Regions from separate parts of the Macaca mulatta genome. Here region 2 is linked to region 1. A link is a contact called in public Hi-C data. All regions are on one chromosome and are shown on one strand. The core of a region is the stretch at or near the end of the contact, and the rest is flanking DNA. Distances in the headings are between cores, read along the strand shown.

What was found. Hi-C and Micro-C count contacts between places; a contact is called where the count stands out from the background.
Region 2: a contact with region 1 is called in a Hi-C map of blood, with 2.7 times the contacts expected there. The contact joins the promoter of DAPK2 here to the enhancer-like site in region 1. A contact is called at or near these places in 2 of 14 Hi-C or Micro-C datasets (blood and liver).

Annotation. Positions count from the first base shown.
Region 1 is chr7:41,233,755-41,236,654 of T2T-MMU8v2.0, reverse strand. No RefSeq gene overlaps it. Among named protein-coding and RNA genes, the nearest start is that of MIR422A, 25 kb to the right of the region's middle. Within about 2 kb of position 1,369, at least 14 of the 40 cell types and tissues checked have an H3K27ac peak or open chromatin away from gene starts, as enhancers often do. A contact at or near this core is called in blood, where this site is marked.
Region 2 is chr7:41,391,588-41,394,487 of T2T-MMU8v2.0, reverse strand. It overlaps DAPK2 (death associated protein kinase 2), which reads left to right and starts at 1,548. Exons shown (of 11, transcript XM_077939551.1): 1 at 1,548-1,938.

The DNA of each region.
Region 1 (2,900 bases), core at 120-2,619:
TCTCTTCCTCTGCTGCTGCCTCTGCGGGTGCCTTCTACTTGTTCAGGACTGCCTCGTGAGCAAACTTTCTGGGGTTCAAATGAGGCCCCCTACTCCCAACACACCTGCCCAGGAGTTGGTCCTGCTACAGCCTTCAAAACCTGCAGGCAGGAGGATTGCTTGAGCACAGGAGTTTGAGGCTGCAGTGAGCTATGATCACGCCACTGCACGTCAGCCTGGGCAACACAGCAAGACCCCCCTCTTTAAAATAAAATAATAATAATAATAATAATAACCTGTAGGCCCTGCCTCTATCAATCTCCCTTCCCTGGAAAGAAGCATCATACGTGGGCAGGAGGTGCTGCCATGGAAACCCTGGCTTTGGAGTTAGCCTGGACCTCAGCGTCTGAATCCCAGTTCTGGCACCTTCTTGGCTGGGTAAGTGTTAGCAAGGAACTGAGCCTCAGTTCTCCCTCTTGTAAAGTGGGAACGACAGTAAGCTCCTGCAGGGTTTCTATGAGGGTGAAATGCAATGAGCTGATGCAGGCGAAGTTCCCGTTCCATTGCACTCAGAATGGGTTGCTGCTGTAACAGCCGTGCTTTTTATTGACAGCATACAGTACAGCATAAAAATAGACATGTAAGTGAGGAGCCTGGAGCAAAAGGGGAAGGAAGATCCCCTGTAGTGGTTCTGGCCCTGGCAACCACTCTGGCGACTGCAAAGCATGTGATTGGTAGGGCCCTTCACACGAATAAGGGGTCATGCCTCTCGCTTCTGCATGCCATGGGCTGGGTGTGTGGCTCCCACGGCCTGCATACTCTGCAACTCTGGGGTTAGTGAAGGAGCCTCACTACCCAGCCACAAGGCACATTCTGCTTTCCACACATCTGACTCCTTCAACTAGAACCCCATGCCCCTACCATGACCGCCACCAAGTGCAAAGCTGCTGTGCCTGAGCACTGCAGCAGCCAGCCCTCTTCCTGCCTGTCTGTGGCCGGTGTGGTTTGTGTAGGAGAAGCAATAATCGTAGCATCCCCACTTACCATGTGCCGGGTGGTTTGCATATATTATCTTTAGTCCTGATGACACTCCCGAGCAAGAGCTCTGGTCTGTTTTACAAAGGCAGGAAACCAAGGCTCAGAGAGGTAGATGACTTTTCTAAAACCAAACAGCTAGCAAAGTAGCAGGGGAGATTGGGCTCAAATTCAGTTCTACCTGGCTGCAAAGACTGAGTGCTTTGCACCGTACAGTGAGGCTCGGGAGACTTGAAGTCCAGGTCAGGGTCATCCATTAACTCACATGGGACTGAGGCAAGCACCTCCCCTTGCTGGTCCTCAGTTTCCTCACCTAGGAATCGGGTAATGCCTAAGGTTAGGACTCTGTTCTCTCAGCATCTGACTTCTTGGAGGTCCTCTGCTGTCATGGGTACAAAGGGCAGAATTGTGGCCCAGGCGATCTCAGTATCTCCCAGTTTCCCTTTGGGAGGCTCTCCTCTGGCCAGGCTGGTGTCTTCCCACTGCCAAGGGGTCTGGAACCCTGCAGTCACCCCTTCTAGGAGTGCTCTGCTCTGTCCTCTGAACATTCCTTTCTACAGCTTCGAACAAAAATGTTCCAATGTCTTGTCTACGTTTTCATCATGTCTCATCTCTCTTGGGTTCTGCCATCTTCCAGAAGACCTAGGAGGGAAGCGGAGATGCTCATCTGAACTAAAGGGTGAGGGATTCATGGGCTCCTAGTTGCGTTTTTGTCAGGAGCTTCTAGAAATAGTGTCGCAATCTAAAGGAGCAGATGGTCAATTTAGTAACTTCATCAGGGCCTCTGAGTCCACTTAGTCCCCTGCATATTCACTGTGATTTGTGCTCTATTCGGCTCTCCCTGAGTATAATGTGCTCCCTGAGGGAGGGCAGGGACTGGGCCTTGCTCCCAGGCCAAAAGACTCGATTGATGGAGCACCCAGGCCTATAGCACAGGACTGGAACCCCATCTGACTCTGCTCGTGGGAACTGCAGCCACTTCCTGAACTCCCTCCCCACCTCAGACAGGCCTGAAATGTATCCCTTGCTAGCTAAAGAAGGGGCAAGGAGGAGGGCGAGGGTTTAGAAAGACAAAAAGTATGTGGATTTCTTCTTCCTCAGTCTCTCCAATGCTTGAGCCCTCCCAGGCCACAGGAAGCTTCCAGGAGCCCAGCTAGGTTCTTTAGGGCCAGGGAGTAAGGCTATCTGGAAGTAATAAAAGGGAAGACATTGAGCATTAATCAAGTTCCTGTTAAGCACAGGCATTATTCTAGATGTGTCTACAGACTTATACTTGTCTCCGTTTTGCAGATGAGAAAACAGAGGACCTGAGAAGTTGTGCTGCATGAGATAACGAGGCTAGTAGCTGGTGGAGCCGGGGTTTGAACTCAGGTCTAACTTTAAAGTCCACAGGTGTGTGCTCTTGCAGGCTGCCTCTGGGTGGCTCCTGCGGACAGAGGCTGTAGAACTTTAGGACCTGTGCCTCATTTCCCTCAGGACCCACACAGGTAGTCCTGGATGTCGACCTTGTGTCCGCTGGGGCCAGCCCCACCCAGCCGGACACCGTGCAATGTTACCTTCTGCCCTGGTCTGCATTCACTGGCCATCCACACATACTTTTCTGAGGGATGCTTGGTAACTAAGGCCACCAGGTGGCGCTGCAAAGGCTGGGACCTTGACTGCTGGGTTTAAGGCTCAGTAGGTTCTTAGGAATCTTTCATGACAGGCCAGGATTCCCCTAAGAGATTCCTAGGAAACTTTTTAAAAAAATATATGGGCCCAGAGTGTCTGGTTTGGTATTTTGGATTGGATTCTGGGAACTTGTTATTATTTTAAAATGGTGTTAATTTTCTGCATTGGTAAAATATCATTCACATGGCTCAAAACATCTAAAGTATAAAAAGGTA
Region 2 (2,900 bases), core at 299-2,798, 160 kb before region 1:
CTCCCAGCCTCAGTTTCCTCATTTGAAAAGTGGCCAGGCTGGATGGGTCAATTGACAATGACCCTCCCAGCTGCAATGGACTCTGACTAACTTTGTCAATTGCTAAATCCAAGAATGTTTCTTTTGACTCATGCAAGGGGCTGCTGCTGCTGAAAATGAGGTATTAAGCATGAGGCTCAAGGGAAAGAGATGAAGAGGCCACGTGTAGGTGATCAGCAGGGTCAGCTGAGCCCGGGCTTGGCTTCATCACAGCCCAGGTGGGTATGGGAATGGAGATGCCTCCAGATGATTTCAGCCCCCAGCTATTCAGGTGTTCCCAGTTGAAATCCCAGACACTGCACAGCAGAAATAAGCCATACACACTGTGCTGTCTGAACTTCTGTCCCTCAGAATGCATGAACATAATGAAATTGTTCTCCTGTGCCACCAAGGCTGGTAATGGTTTGTCAACCGTGACAGATAAATGGAAATGGAGGAAGAGGTGTTTAGGGATAGTTTGGTGGGGGACTCCCCATGTTGGTGAAACTTCACCAGTGGGTGTCCTTCCCCTAGGTCCATCGACATCAGAAGCCACCTCTGGTCTTGGATATTACTCTATATATCATGGTGCTCTTAGGAGAGGAGGCTCGCTGACTGCACTGTTCTGGATTATTGTGAAGTTTGTAAACAAGGAACTCTTTCTCAAGGATGTCCTGGACGCGGAGGCACTGCTCAGCTGGAGGGCGGGGTCCATCTGTATTTGTCCCAATGTCCAAAAGGCTGAAGGTGTGTGTGTGCTCACACTGGTAGAGGTCCTCTAGGTGCATCTTACACACTCCATCTCATCTCAACCCCACCATAGCTTCATTAGGAGCTACCGGAAGGAGCGTTTCTCCCACTTTACTGATGAAGAAAGAGCCATGCCCAAGAACATACATACGGAGTGGCAGGGCAGGGCTTTGAACCTGGTGGTAGGACTGAATCTAAGGCCCTTTTGAGGAGCCCCGTGGGTGACTTAGGGATGGAAATTCCAGGGGTTGGGGGGGTCCTCATTTGCTTCCTCTAAACAGCCTCTTGTTTTGAAATAAGACTAATAAACTTGGCTTAAGTTCTATTTTCCCTTCCTTCCTCCCTTCACCCACTCCACTCTCATTCCTTTTTTTCTTCGGGATTTTTTGGCAGAGGGCAGAGAGGAGCAACCCCTCCCAAGTCCTCTATTAGAGAAGGCGTGATGGCGAGATGGAGGCTTCACTCACCAACCATGCTAGGACAAAGGGCAAACTAGGGCAGGCCGCTCCCACGCTGGGTCGGGGGCAGTGAGGAGCAGAGCGGCCCTTCTCATCGCAGCCCCCACCTTGCCATGCGCTGTGGGCGTGAGGTTTCCAGGAGAGTCTGTGGTGTAGGGAGCAGAGCTGGCTGGGAGGGAGGAGGCGGCCTATTCCTCAGTGGGGCTTCCTCGCTCACGGTGTGTATGGTGGGGAGAGAGGCACGCAATTGCCCTTTTCTGAGGATTGTGCCAGACCATATCACACATATAAGCTCATTCAAATCGATTTCCAGATAAGGCCGGGGGAGGGTAGCCGACTTGCCCGAGGCCACGTAGCATGTGCGCGGCAGAGCCGGTGGGGACGCGCAGAGGGTCTTGCTACCGACTCTCCCCGCTCTCCCGGGAGCCTGGGAGCCCTGGGGCGTCCCCTACCTGGCCGGGAAGCTGGGCTCTCGCCCCGGGGTTGTCCGGAGGGGGCTCCAGCAGGGGGCGCCCAGAGCCCCGTCCCGCGCAGTCGGGCGCGCCTCCAGCCGGCGCCTGGGACGGGGCTGGCCGCTCCGCCCCCTCGGCTCCTCGGCTGCTCGGCGGGCGGGCGCCGGGCGCTCTGGGAGGAGAGGACTGCAGGGCCGAGCCCAGCTCACCCCGCCGTGTCCCCAGTGCCCGCCGCGGTCGCCGCAGCGCAGCCTCCCGCCGTGAGTAGCACCTGTCTGCGGGCTCGACGGGCAGGACGGGGCGCGCGGCCTGACAGCAGCAGCGCCCGGGGCTGGGGCTGGCGGGGCCAAGAGATCCGGGCACTCGCTCTCAGATCCCGGGCCCGACGCCCCAGTGCCTGACGCCGTGGCCCGGGGCATTGTGGCCGCCACCGGAGCGCTGGAGCTGCCCGCTGCTGCCCTGGGGCGCCCTCCGGAGCCTGGCACTTTGACCTGGGAGACAGGATGGGAGCGGTGGGCAGAGCCAAGCACCTAGCAGGGAGATGGGACACAAACGTCCATCGAGTTAGGCCCCCTGGAACGGGCAGAGCACGCCCAGCTCCCGGCCAAGTCTTTTCAGCTTGGGCCGACTCTCTCACCTCCTGCTCCCGCCTGGCACAAGGAGGTGATGCGAGGAGGGTGCTCAGATGTCTGAGCCTCCTGTGGGGACGAATGAAGCTGTGGTCCCCGCCGTCAGGCGCCCCGGCCTGGGGCAGAGCTAGGGTGGGCGAGGGGCAGCCAGCACGCGTGCTGCAGGTTGGGGTGGAAGGGCTTGGAAGGGCGTTGCTAACAGTTGTCTAGGACTCTGAGCCAGGCATTGTGGAAGTCCCAAGGCCTGCATAGGTCTGGCTAACCCTCACTATAACTCTGCACGGTGGAAACTGGTATTGTTACTTTACAAAAGAGAAAACGAGGCCCAGAGAGGTGAGCTTCGTTGAAGCCGTGCAGGTAATGGTAAGGTAGGGGTACACACTGGAGAAGAGGGCACCATAGCTGGCTGCCTCGGGGGCAGATGCAGGGACAGTGCCTGACTTCTTGTACACTGGAATCCACTGGAGGGCAGCTGCTCTGGTTTCTGACACTGCGTTTCTCAACTGCCTCTGTGGAAGGTATTCCTGGGAGAGTCCTGTTGACCTAAGAGGCCCTGGCGCCTTGGCCTCTTCACAGCTAACTTCAGAGCCCTG